2 separate regions of the Callithrix jacchus genome follow, and region 1 is linked to region 2. A link is a contact called in public Hi-C data. All regions are on one chromosome and are shown on one strand. The core of a region is the stretch at or near the end of the contact, and the rest is flanking DNA. Distances in the headings are between cores, read along the strand shown. Region 1 overlaps SAMD4A (sterile alpha motif domain containing 4A). Region 2 overlaps SAMD4A (sterile alpha motif domain containing 4A).

Region 1 (6,888 bases), core at 3,982-6,481, 78 kb after region 2:
TGCACCTGGTGAGGGGTGTACACTCATTCATAAAATCATGGAGGCTGCTCTCTCTGACAGTGTCAGGGTCTTGGATGCTTTTGAAACCCCTCACACAGAGCCACTTTCAAAGACCAAGCTCAGGATGCCACTGTTCTCTGCTGTGTTCTTCCTCTCACAAAGTGTCTTATTGCAGAAGGCTTCACATAGAATGGCATGACTGGAAGTAATCCAAGGGGCGTCTCAGGGCAAGGGCTCCCATGGTGACCGAACCTTTAACTTCCATGGAATGAGGAGCTCTTGGTCTTTTTTCTGAGCTTTACATAAAGCTGCAGACACACATGCCTCTCGGAGTGTTGCTCCTGAAGGGAGATGAGAGGCAGGTCCCAGAGATTAGAAAGGGGTGCATTTTTCTAATTCATCTTTTCTTTTTAATTCACAGTGTGCACGCAGCTCTTGGTCTCCAGACCTGATGAGGAAAATATAAGTTCCTATTTACAGCTCATAGACAAGTGTCTAATTCATGAGGTGAGTAGTGACAGGTTTTACAAAACCTTTTTTTTTTTTTTTTTTTTATTGCTTAGAAATGGTTCTCAGAGTTTCTATGATGTGATCATTTTAGTCTCCAACAACTTGTTTTTGAGTGGTGGACAGTTACTAATAATAGGTTGGGCAGAACTAGGCTATGACAGCCTCAAACCCAAACACAGCTTGAACGTTACTTTGGTGTCCAAAGATTTGCCCAGACTGAGCGCTCTGATGTGCAGCGAACGCCTGTGACGCCTTCTGGCTGCAGAAGCAGCCCCGGGTGACCAAGCCTTGGAGGATGACACAGAGCCCTACTGCCTCGCCCTGGGCATTTTCAAGTCTTCTTAAAATCTTATGTTGAACTCTTGCCTTTTAGCTCAGGGAACTGGAGAGAGGAAGGGAGAAGGCGAGCACATAAAAGAACTAAGGAATGTGTGTGTGTGTGTGTGTGTGTGTGTGTGTTTAGGCATGCGATTGTTGTAGTAATCATATTTGCTGTATATCCTTTAGGAGGAGGCCTGAGGCAGGCTGCAGGTGTGCCCCCTGGACTCTCAGGCACAGTCCTTGTATACAGAGTACGGAAGACACCTGGGCATGGTGGGACTAGGCAGCTGTCTGCACTGGTGGCTCTCCCTGAGGGGCATGTTGGGAGAAGGCATCTCAGACCTAAAACTCCAGTGACCCCTTGGGGACCCCTCCCTCCCCACAAAGAGTTACAGAGACAAGCTCTAGACTACAGAAAACTTGGGATCAGATAAACCTAGGGTGGTGAAGACTTTTTGTAGGATCTTGATGTGAGAATAAGATGGCAAAGGGGGCGGTGGCTTATGCCTGTAATCCCAACACTTTGGGGGGCCGAGGTGGGAGGATCACTTGAAGTCACAAGCTTGAGACGAGCCTGGGCAACATAGCAAGACCCTGTCACTACAAAAAAAAAAAAAAATAGCCAGGTGTGGTAGTGCACACCTGTAGTCCCAGCTACTCGGGAGGCCAAGGTGGGAGGACGGCATGAGCCCAGGTGACCAAGGCCACAGTGAGCTCTGATCATGTTACTGCACCCCAGCCAGAGCGACAAAGTGAGAATCATATCGGGCAGAAAAAAAGACAGTAAAGGCCCCAGGCCTCCTCGCCTTTGCTGCACTGGCAGCCAGTACCCCAGAAGTCCAGTGGGCTCCAGTGATGGGAGGTGCCCAGTGCAGCCAGGCCCCTTCTCCACTTCCCTCTCATGTCTTCATGCCCATGGGTCCTCGGCTGCTGAAGGTATCATTCAGTCTCAGGGCCCTCCGCTACTACCCACACTTCACATACAAGGTACAGTCCCCGCTGGGGTTCCATCCAGCTCCCACTTCCCCACTTCCCCAAACCCTCATTTTTGCAGTTTCTCCTCTTGGCCGCATGGATTCTTATGTGCCCAAGCAGCTCTGGCCAAAGCTGTTAGTGTGATGACAATGACCTGGATTGGGGGCTCAGGCATGCCACCCTCTGAAATGCCCAACTATACCAAAGGACTAGACTTCTCAATGGAAAAAAAAGTTTCTTCCCTCTCTAATGGCTTCCCTAGAGCACCCAGGCACAGTCTAAAGCTTGTCCTGCAGGCTTATTCGTGTCTTTGTTTCAGGAACAAGGCCGCCTCCCCACAAGCCTTGACTAATCCTTTCCTATTTCCAGTCCCAACACGGGACTTGTTTTGGCCAGAAAAAAGCCGTGAAGGAAGAGAAGGCAAGAACACAGTGAAGAATGTTGCAACTCAGTCATACCATAGATCCTGACGGAGCGCCTGGGCCCTGTCCCCAGTTAGGCAGGTTATAGTAGTGGGAGAAGGGGTGAGATGGAAAGAAACAGGCCATCACAGCCATGCTGAGAAAGCCTCTGATAAGGTCATCCCCTGGAGCCAGAACAGGGCATTTCCGTGGAGGAACCCTCTCCACACTGAGACCTGAAAGGCAAGCAGGAGTCCTGGTGATAGAGACTTGGATCGTAAGGAGGCGGAAGAGAGCGGTGTCTGCAGGGCTCTGTGTTTTGTTGGGAAGTAGGACATTTGTGGGTGGACTGGGGCAGACAGAATGGGGAAGATTTCAGCTTCTGATTAAAGTAAACCAGAGCTCTGCTTCCTCTCCCACACCCACTCTCAGCATTGATACTGGAGGACAAGGTACCGTCCACCTTGCCTCAAGACAGCTGAGCCCATGAGATAGAAATAATGAGTCCTCCAGCTGCCTGTGCCACACAGTCCTCAGGCTTCCTAGTTGTCCCTCACCAGGCCTGAAGCTTAGGCCTGATGCTTCTCGCTTCCCTGCTATCTTGTGTGTCCTCCCTGGGTATCCTGGCTCTGGTTTTGTTTTTTCCCCTTTATCCCTGTGCTGCCCCAAGTGACAAAGATGGCACTGGGTGGTCTCATCTCCTCTGATTGCCCAGAGGGGTCTCTCGCGACTGCAGGTCCCAGGCAAGCAGGAGCTGGTGAGGTGTCTGCGTGCTAAGTTCATGTCAGGATGGAGGGGACTGCATGCTGCTTTGGAAGGGAAAACGTTCAGGGCTTTTATGATTTTAATTTGAGAGAGAGGGAAAGCATCTGGATAATTTTCCGCAGCGCTGGTTATTGTATGTGGGCAGAACACGCCCTGCCTGTGAGGCCCGTGGAGGCGCACAGCCTCCATCCTGGAAGAAGGTTGGCCCGGGCACAGGGAGACAGGATGCTCTTTCACAGTCTGGACATGCTGTTCCTTAGCTGGCTGGGAGTAGGGAAGGTATTGACTGAGCCAGGACACCTCCCTTCCTCCCTGGGATGGAGGGACTGAGTCCCCAGAGTCATGAAAGGAAGGATAGGAAAGTTCTAAATTTTACTTCTGAGACCAGTCACTTTGACTCCTGAATTATCCCAGGCTTCTGGGCACTTCACTGTGTCTTGAGGTGGCTCCAGGAAGGTAGGCTGTTGCCTCTCTATGAGCCTTCTCATCCAGCCACATACACTGGGACACCATAGCCATCTTCTTCCAGACAGATGCACTGGTCTGGGCCTGAGGGGGCCAGGACTCAGGTGCCTGGCCAGTTGCTGGGCATGAAGCCCCTTCCCTTCCCCTCCAGGCCTCTCAGGAAGCTGCTCCCCAGCCCAGCCTGGGGCTGCCAGTGAAGGGGGCTGTGGTGAGATATTGGGCATCATAGCCAGTACGGATCCCCCAAAACTGAGCACTCCCCTGTCAGCCAGGAACCAGTATTCAGAGACCCGTGGAGCCAGCCACAACCTAATGCCACACCACCCAGCTGAGAACTGGCCCCTGCTCTCACTCAGTTCTGCTAAGGGGCTGGCTCCCATCTGCAGCCCTGAAGGAAAGGAGCCTGCTGCCCACTGAGGTACTCATGGAATGCGCTCACCTGCCCATGGAGGTGTCAACGTTCCCACCTTCTTGGATGCTGCTTGCCACCCTGGAAGATGTCATGTCTGTAGTGTCTTAGGAAGCACATCCATGAAATGAGCCACTTACTCGTTTGTCACTTGGAAACTCAGGCCTATTGTCCTTCAGGCTGGCTCCAGACCAGTTGAGTATTGTAGTTCAGAGACCTTGAAGTCATTTGCTCTGTGCCATTGTTGGAGCTCAAGGTCACTGTTGAATCCCTAATGTGATGAACAGCCGTATACCACCACCAAACGGCCTGTCTGTGCAGTCCGAAACAAAACCCAGTGTGGTGTCTTCGAGTGGCATCTGTTGAACCATTATTAAGAGTGAGGCACATTCCAGATGCTTTTCATGTGTTATTTCATTCCCACAACATCCTTTTGAGGGAGATATCATTATCCTCAGTTTCTAGAAGATACTGAGTCTTGGGTAGAGGGACGGGCGTAAAGGCGTGGAGGGATTCAAGCCCTGCCCATCAGCATCCAGAGCCTTCCTCTGGCCCACACCTCTCCTCCCTGACCAGCATGCCCACATCTTGTGTCCTCATACAACATGTGGCTGAATAAGCCAGTCAGAAGCAGAAATTATCCCCTCCATGTTAGTCCAGCAGAAACACTTGCCTTTTGCCCAGTTTCAGAGGGACTCACGTAGCGGGACATACAGGGAGCATCAGTGACCAATGAGAGGGACTGTAGAGGACAGCCACGTCCTCGCCTCCTGGCCCTCCCTGATGCATATTCTTAGTGGCATCTGGCTAAGGTCACCCTGGAAGAGGGGTTTATAAGTCCTCAATGACGTTTCTGCCACAGGATTAACATCTTGCTTTTGTCCACAGAGTTCTCCTGGTGTTTAGGTCCTTAAAGATTAAGCATCATGGGGAGAAAATTGAGCTATTTTTTTTCTCCGTTTAAGAAATCTGTTTACTTTATGGAAACTAGTCATTTAGTCTGTTACTAATGTTTTATTGCTACTTAAAGGAATTCATGCCTTATTGACAAAACTACTTGAGAATCTTCTCTCCATCCTTGTTATTGCAAATCAGTCCAATTGCCTGGATTTCCCATGGCACATGTGCTAAGTTACAGTTCTAGGCACTTGGCAGGGGATCTATATGTGATGTGGGCCCTCACCATCTAGAACACCTCATGCTCATGCTCTGCCTGCAGCAGAATTACCAGGGCACTTGCTACAAACACAAACTCTCTAGTCACCCCTTCAGATCTAGTAAATCAGGCTCTGGACATGTGGAAGGGGGCCCGGGTAACTGAACTTTGACTGTCCCCTTGGGTGATTCTGATATGTCATGAATCTGAGAGTCCCTGCCATGGACACTCCTAACCCACATAAAGTCCTTTCCTAGTCTGTGGCGAGCACAAAGGCTAAACATAAAAGGAAATAAAACATAGATAAGAATTTGTTACAGGGCAAGAGGCAAAACACACACAGCAGTTTTACTAGAAAAGATCTGAGAAGCCATCAGACCTACCTATTTTCCTAAACTTTAGAGAAGGTTTAAGTCAGGACTGGCACGTTGGGATTTTTGTAAGTCAAGGGACCCATTAACTGGAGAGATCTCAGCAGAGCCCTGAAACACAGAGAATGTAGTCAATTCTCTGACACCCTGCAGACCACTCTAGGGTGACGACACACCATCATGCAGATTGATTTTTGGAGTGGTTGAGAATTTTCATTGATTATGAAAATGCAGGGGGCCTGCAAAAGCCAGAATACTCAACAATCAATTTTGCAATTCATTCTTTGTTAACCAATAGAGTCTGGAGTGGAGTCAGGAGGGAAGGGGAAGCTGGGTACGGATCTGCCAGAAATGTAACCAAAAATAAGGGTTGTCAACAGCTTGATGCACGTATCTTACAAGTACCCCCCCCAACGTCAGTTAACTTCAATTTTCAGAATAGGCAGCTACCAAATTAGACTGACTACTGTTTGGACCAGGTTGGAAACAGGTGAAAAGGAGGCAACGGCAGAGACTCCAATGTTTTCCTTTATTAATTGCATGTTTCTCCCTCTACTGCCAGGCTGCGTCTCCCATTTAAAAGTCCCTGTTTGTTTTTGCAGGCATTTACAGAGACACAGAAAAAAAGACTGTTGTCATGGAAACAGCAGGTGCAGAAGCTCTTTCGGTCTTTCCCTCGGAAAACCCTTCTAGACATATCAGGATATCGACAGCAAAGAAAGTATGTTGGGATTTCATTCTTTGTAATGCATGGTGGTTCCCCTGGCGCCTCGGTGCCTACCTCAGTTCCTGGGGCTGAAATATGGCAGGGCACCATTCCTCGTTCACGAAGATGCCCTGTGGCGAGTTCCAAATCCATGGCTTCCACAGGTGGGGTTGGGAAGAGGCTGTGGGAGCCAGCAGTCCCAGAGGAAGAGCTGAATGTGAGCTTTTGTAACTTAATTTGCATTGTAAAAATGATGGTAACAGTCTGGATGGGGATGGGGGGAGAGTGGGGAGGATTTAACGAATGCAGGAAAACACAGGCTGGCTTACCCACAAAAGGGGAGCTGAAAGGACAAAATGGGTTGTTCTATCTGCACCTTAAGTGGTAGTGTAATTTTTTTTCCTCCCTTCTAGCTGTAGACAAGCTAATTATAGTCGGTGGTGGGGTGAAGAGCCCAGCGCTAGGCTATTTTGGTCTGCAGTCTCATAGTGGAGCAGTACAATTCTTGATTTTTTTCATAGTACTTCAGCTTCTTGCATACAGTTAAAAATAAGCCTGGTTGTGCTTTAGAACCCATTACCTTAATATAGTTTTAAACTGAGGAATCCAATTTCATATTAAAGATGAACTGGAACGACAATTTGCAGGAGAAATTAAGGGTAGAGCAAGGGTTGAGTTGAGCCTTAAACAATGATAGGAAATTGTTGGGACATAAGGCAATGAGAATGTAAACATCCTGAAAAATTAACATTCTATTTTACGTTTTTAAAACGTGAGCGGGTAATTTCTGCACTTGCACCTGAAAGGTT
Region 2 (7,180 bases), core at 1,932-4,431:
TAAAAGGCAGCCAGGTCCCCTGGACAAGGGGTCAGGAAGCTCCAGTACCATTCATGGTGTCACCAGGGCATTACTGCATGATTGGGGGCAAGTTTCTCTGTGCTTTGGTGTCCCCTAAGTGCCATATTGATTTGGGAAAAGGGTAAGGGCCTCAAGAAATGTTTCCGATGTAAGATGTTATCAGATAACTGGAGGGAGTGTGGTATCACAGGAGCTGAAATCAGGGCCACGTGCCCCTTTCTCCGGCTGCTGTCCTTTCTCAGGCATTGCCCTCTGTGGCTGATGCCTCTGACATCACAATACCCAGCCAGACACTCAGTAGTGATGAGCTGTGCCCAGTAGACACCAGAGGAGGGAAGAAAAGGAGAAGGACAAAGTGGAGAGGGAAGAGATGGAGCAATCTCTTATGTGATCATTCCACCAACTCGCAAATTTTTCACCTAGCACCTGGTTCAACTGTAATGTGCTCAGCTCCATATAACCTGGACAGCAGCTGTGCCCTCACCCCCAAACTCAGCGAAATATTACGGTCCCCTAATCAAGATAATTTTGCTCCTGTTAACGCATGTCCTGTGGTTCATCGTCAGACCAGTGAGTTGATACCAAACTTCACCAGACGGCTCTCCGGAGCAACGGTTTAGAGGTAACGTACTGGCTCTGATGCCCAGGCTTCCACAGACTCATCTCAACTCTCCTCCTCAGAGCAGCACAGAACTCCGGGGATTGTGTGGGGGTGGTTTGTGAGGGTGTGAGCCTGTGGTAAAGATGCTTTAAAACTGAAATTCTCACCTTCGTTTGATTCATGAGCCAGCACAGGCTTGGCCAGACTTTGTTTATTCTTATGGCACTCTTTAAACCCAAATGGGCCAAATCGTGGCTTCCCTGTCTATCCTTAGATGCAGCGATTGCTGCTTTTAACTGGCTAGATTGCTATGAATAGAAAACTTGAGAGATCAGCCCTATCTTAGAAATATTATGACATTTTGCATATTTATCGTTGACTTAAAAAAAAAATCCAACAACTTCCTCTAAAAATAGGTTCTTGCCACTCTTTGAACCACTTTCTCCTGGCCCTTCTCCTGGTAAGAAATCATGTTTTCCACCTGGTTTCACATCAGCCTTCCCAGATGCTTCAAATGCTATAAATTAGAGGGTATGATTTTCTCGGGTTCTCAAATTTGACCCTGGATCAGAATCACCTGGGGGCTTGTTAAACACAGTTTCTGATTCAGGAGATCTAAAGAAGGGGTCCCAGAAGTTGTATTTCTAACAATTTTTCTGGCAGGCCCCTCCTCCACACATTGTGAACCAGTGTCTTAGGGCTTTTGGGCCTCCCTCCCCTGCCCCATCCTGTAGGAGAGAGCCCTATGGAGCGTGATCCTGGTCCCTTAGATTGTTGGTGAGCAGCTAACAACTACATAGTACTCACCATGGGCCAGATGATGGTCCCATGCTTTACAAAGATTAAATAATTCAGATATTGCCAATCTTAGGAGGTAGCCCATTTTCCAGATGGAGGAACTGAAGCACAGAGTGGTTAAGTGAATTGCCCAAGTTCACACAGCTCACTCAGTGGAAGCGCAGACAGCATGACTAGCGTCTGTGCTCTCATTCCCCACACTTTATTGTCTTTCTGCTTTCCCCAAGTCACTTACAGCACCTGATACTCCTACAGTTCTTGGGAGTGAATACCTTAGAAAGGTGCCCTCAAGACAACTGAGCCCATCTTAGGTACTAACAACCAGCATCTTGGGCTCCGAGTCTCTGGGTGAATCGGCTACCCTACCTGTGTCTGCATCTGAGTAGAGGCAGGAGGAGGGGCTCTCAGCAGGGAGACATTGGGCATGTGACCTAGTGTAGACCAAGGGAGGGTTGTTGATAGGAAGACGCTGGGGGCATCATCTGAAGAGAGGCCTGCCCTCCCCTTCTGCTGGAGCCTCAGTGTCCCCTCACCATTCTTGCCTTGGTCCAGAGATTTCTGCTGTTGATACTTATCAGAGAGACAGTCAAAGCTGAGGAAGAACAGATGTCCCGTGTCATCAGCCGTAAAGAAAAAGTACATGTATCTTTTTTTGACCAGTTTGGTCTAGCAAGACTGTGTGATCAGCACTGACCTGGGCAAGGGAGCAGGCAACACGAAAGTGGAAGGACTGTCCACCCTCAAGGAGGGGTGAAGGGAGGGGGTGTCATACAGATGTGTAATCTGTATGTGTAAGTCATTGAGCTCAGTTGTGAGAGAAAAGGCAGCGAGGGCCCGAGTGGTGAATGGCATTTGGGGAGAGAGGAAGATTCTTAAACGAGATCACAGATGATGATAGGAGTGGAGGGGGAGGGTTCAGATGTGTCCAGGACAGATCGACAGCAGGGAGTATTCAATGATAAATGATACTGATCTCTTTTGAGAGTCAAACAGCCAGAGGTTAAGTCTCCACTGGTATTGTGATAGTAGACTAAGCTCTTTTTTTTTCCTGCCAAATAATGTGTTGGGTGCTGTCTGGAGGGCCTAGGAGTACTTTAGAAGATGGATTCTACTCCTTACAATGTTGCCTGTTGATTCTAGAAATGGAACCCTTCTCCAGGTATTTCTCTATCCCGCTGGTCTGATTCTCCCCAAGTTCTTTGCGGTAGACGTTTCTGTGGGCACAAAACTTTCCCTATGGCTATCTCTGATACCACAAATGCCATTTTAAAGGAAAGATCCTAGCACCAAGCCATATACATTGATAGGAACCGAAGATGAGTATCTGATGGATTAATAAACACAATCATCTCCAAAGGTGATGGCAGGAAGCTAGATTAAGACAACACAGTAGGCCACTGCTGTCACTCCCGGCTCGGAACCCATGTGGCTAGAAGTTAGCTTTGTCTTTCTCCTCACTGGGCCATGTGCCTAGGGTAGAGTTGAGGGAGGGTGGACAATGGTTAGTTTCCAAACACCCTGGATGTAGGGGCCCCTTGCTGCCTCCTGCCTGCCTCCATAGAGTTTAGAAGGTTTGTTTCCAAGAAGGAGCTCCTTCTTCCTACCAGGTTTGTCCTCTCTCCAGCTTCTCAGCCATGCAACGTGGGCCTGCCTGCACTGGGCTGTGCGGGTCTGTAGACAAGGCTTGAACTTGTCCTCAACTCTGCCTCAGCATCCGCTCCTCTTCATCCTACCGGGCCTTTCTCCTCCCGCTTACCTTCCCCTGCCTGAGCCCTCTCACTGTTTTTTTTTTTCAGTGCCTGCCTTTGTTGTAGAATTCTAGATGGCAGCATGCTTGCAACCCGGGAAAGATGAGGCCCTTGTTCAATGGCATTATTCCTGTGAGCCCTAAGCTCTGGTCTCCTTCTGTAGCATCCCCACCGATTCGGCTAAAGCCAAGGGCCCTCATCTGATCAGTCCTCCTGGTTCTGATCCAGCCACTGAGCCCTATGTCTACTCAATTTCACGGCAGGATGCCCAGAAGGAGAGAAATGGCCTCAGCCATTCTCATTCCTATTTAGAGAACTGCCTTCTTCACCATGGTCCTTCCTACCTTTTCCGAGGACTTCAGCAATGAAAAAGTAGCTTCCCTTCTCAAAAATGAAAAAAAAATCGGAAAAATCTTATTCTGATTCCATCAGTAGACCTACTAACCTGAAGACAGAGTTTGGCGCACAAGTAACAGGTGAAAATTTTGCTGCCTTTTACTGCTTACCATTGTGGAAATTCCCGGCGTTGGCTGGCAGTGGAGGGGAAGCAGGAAGGGAGGTGTGCCTCTAGCTCCCTCTACAGGGCCGTGCCCTGGGAGGACAGGAGAGCAGGACTGAGTATGTGCCAGGGTCGGAGCCTCTGTCCTTGCTTGTACAGTTAGCCAGGCCTTTCTTTCCAAAAAGAGTACCAGTTAAATTGTGACTGGGAACTAGATTATCCTGCCTACACAAAATTGTTCCTTCCCTCTCCCATTGGATGACTTGTGCTGTAAGTATTTCATATTTCATACCTCGATGAGTGATACATACATTTTTACTATCAACATTGCTAACATGTATATTTCGGGAATATCTACATGCTGTTCCTTGGTGACAATGTTTACATGGTTACACACCACACCACGGGGCTCTTACATTCACACTTACACTTTGGATCCCAGCTCTTGAGTTGGGAAATTTTGTCTATAGGTTGTTGAGCAACTTCATTATTTTAGAAAGCATGGGACCCAGTGACTTCTCAGTTCAGATGCATGTAAAGACGTAGAATGGCTCTGTGGTGTCAGGGGTGGGATGTGTGCACTCCAGCCCATCCCAGACTTCCCGAGGTGTATAAACCTGTTGTGTGGCATGGCTGTTGTTCAGTGTGCTCCACTGGATTAAGCATGAACTATTCTTTTGTGATTCCATCTGTTGATACTCCTCCCAAGATACTCCTCTGTTGACTGTTTGGACATTGCCAAGGATGCTGACCTTGGAGTTGTTTGTTAAATATTCTTGTAGTTAGGCTACATGGACGATGGTGTGCTGATTTTGGGACTCAGAAGTCCCAGAATATAACCTTTTGTGGAACAAGGCCTAAATCTAAACGTAGAAGTAGAAAGCACACTTTTCTCCTTTGCAAGGTCGACGTGAGGATTGCTAATTCATTCTTTGAAGATACTATTGAAGAGTCGCTCTGTGGTGGGTGGGGTTTTGGCAGTGGTGGTCTGGGAGTGTGAGGGTGACGCTGAAGATTAGAGAATGGGAAAGCTTCCTGTGTTTAGAACATTTACAGCCTCTCCTCTGGGGGGTTTATGGTGTAAAAAGACTAGTCAAGCGTGGTTTACAAGAATGTGTCTTGTATTTGTCGAGTGAGGTAACATTTTTTTCACCTCTAATTTATATAATTCTTAGGAGACCCCTTCCTATGAGGTTTTATTAAAACATAATCATGTTGTGCCGAAAAAACCCACACATATAACAGTCTTAGCCCTGTTGACACTACTTTTCTTTCCTTCTTAAAAAGATGTTTGCAAGAGTTGTATTAAATACATTTCATTCTGCTGTCTCAGCCTCTCCACTCTTTCATGAAGATTACTTTAATTGGTGTCAGTTACAATCACAAAAAGCACCCATTTTGCTTTTGTTTTCTAGCAAAAAACAATGGGGAAATTTTCCATCTTAAACAGAATATTGAAAAGGGGGAGGTGGTAAAGATTCTGAAAATTGAGGTAATCATTTTATTTCCCTCTCTTCCATGTTCCTGTTTTTATTTGATGGTAAAGCTAAAAATAATCAGAAAACAGCAGAGCTGAATGAGAAAAAGGTGACTGAACAGTTTGTGTGTGATGGTGGCACCGACTATTGTTTATAGGTCATCCATTCTGTCTTAAGCCTTCATTTAAAGAAAACTTCTAGGAAAATACCTAACATTTTAGAGAAATCCAAAAGGCTATTAAAACTCTATCAAACAAAAGGACAGGGAACAATTTTATATAGCTATTAAAAAAACATAATTAGACTGGGCACAGTGGCTCATGCCTGTAATCCTTGTACTTCGGGAGGCTGAGGCAGGAGGATCATTGGAGACCAACTTGGGCAACAAAGCAAGACTCCATCTCAACAGAAAATACAAAAATTAGCCAGGTGTGGCAGTGCATGCCTGTGATCTGAACTACTCAGCATGCTGGGGTGGGAGGATGGCTTGAAGCTAAGAGGTCAAGGTTGCAGTGAGCCGTGATTGTGCCACTGCTTCCAGCCTGGGCAACAGAGCAAGACCCTGTCTCAAAAAAACAAAAACAACTGTAACTAATAAGGAAATATTAATGCATGAAAAAATGAAGACACCCTCATTACCCTCATGGAGCTTGCATTCTAATGGAGAGAGGCCAGAAATACGCATACTGTATGGCAGGTCACATGGTGGTAAGCACTATGGAAAAAGCAAAGCATGACCTGGGGATAAGGGAGTGTAAGGTGAGAGAGTGGGGTGGGCAGTTTAAAATGGCGTGGACAGATAAGGTCTCACTAGGAAGGTGACATTTGAGCAAAGACAGAACTGAGAGGCTAAATATGGGTGTGGGGGAAAAGTGTTCCAGGCAGAGAAAACAGCAAATGCGAAGGTTCTGAGGCAGGCACGCCGCTGACATGTTGAAGGAACATCCTGGAAGCCAGGACTGACTGAAATAAGAAAGGATCAGTAGTAAGGGTAGAGGCTGGTCATACAGGGACTAACAGGCCATCAGAAGGACTTTGGCTTTTACTCTGAGGTGGGAAGCCATTGACATGTTTGATCAGGGCAGTGACATGATCTGCCTTCTAGTTTTCAAAGATCCTTCTTTTAGAAATGGTTGTTATGGTTGATAATAGGCTACTGGAGAGGGTGGAGAGATGCAGAAATGTGGTGAGAGGTAGTCACATTCCAGATGTATTTTGAAGATTCAGCCCTTAGGAATTATGGAGAGGTTAGACACAGGATATGAGAGAAGGGAGTCAAGGATACTCCAAGGTTTTGGCCTGAGCAATTGGAAAGATGGAAAGCCATCTGCTGAGATAGGAAAGAAGCACAACGGAGCAGACGTGGTGAGAACGAGAGCACGAGTTGGGTTATGGACATGTTGACTTTGAGATCATTTGAGTGGGCATGTAGAGGATGCATTTGGAAAGTGAATGTGGGGCTCAGGGGATATACCTGAGCTGGAAATACAAATATGAGAGTTGTCTGCATACTCATAGGCCAGGGGTCAGAACTGAGGCAGGTGGCTGGGGGAGCTGGCCTGGTTTTTGTGCCCTTTGGAAATGGGCAGCCTCAGACTGGTCATGGCCAGGAGGAGGTCAGAACCCTGAAGGTGAATCCTAACCCTAACTTCAGTCCTTGGCTGAGATCTCAGGCCTAGTTCCCAGCTGGCCTGGGTCCTGAAGGAGTAAAGGAGGACTCCTGGAGCACCCAGCCATGCCGGTACCTGGGGAAAAAGTAACTACAGATGGAAAGTCTTCATGGAAGAGATGACCAGATCTCTACTCAGGAGAGGTTAAAGGGCTCATTGGAAGTATCTGCTAGGGGTAGAGGTGCCTGGCTCTTGCCTTTTAAGTATGGTCAGGTGCCTTTGAATGACTGGCACCTGATGACTTTCCTGCTGTTGGAAAAGACTAGAATGGTCATAGTGGTCGATAGAGTCTGCTATGTAGATCTCTGCTTTTTCTAGTGAATCCAAGAGGCAGGAGCATTTTGAAGTGGCTTTTACCAAGTAAC

Evidence for each region. A called contact is a pair of places that touch in the nucleus more often than the background predicts.
Region 1: a Hi-C map of skeletal muscle shows a contact between it and region 2, with 3 times the contacts expected there. The contact joins two enhancer-like sites. A contact is called at or near these places in 2 of 3 Hi-C or Micro-C datasets (both in skeletal muscle).

What each region holds. Positions count from the first base shown.
Region 1 is chr8:89,330,155-89,337,042 of calJac240_pri, forward strand. SAMD4A (sterile alpha motif domain containing 4A) reads left to right here. Exons shown (of 13, transcript XM_078334986.1): 8 at 422-507; 9 at 5,976-6,094. Among named protein-coding and RNA genes, the nearest start is that of GCH1, 130 kb to the right of the region's middle. Within about 2 kb of position 5,232, at least 1 of the 16 cell types and tissues checked has an H3K27ac peak or open chromatin away from gene starts, as enhancers often do. A contact at or near this core is called in skeletal muscle, where this site is marked.
Region 2 is chr8:89,253,925-89,261,104 of calJac240_pri, forward strand. All of the region lies in intron 3 of SAMD4A (sterile alpha motif domain containing 4A), which reads left to right. Among named protein-coding and RNA genes, the nearest start is that of SAMD4A, 130 kb to the left of the region's middle. Within about 2 kb of position 3,182, at least 1 of the 16 cell types and tissues checked has an H3K27ac peak or open chromatin away from gene starts, as enhancers often do. A contact at or near this core is called in skeletal muscle, where this site is marked.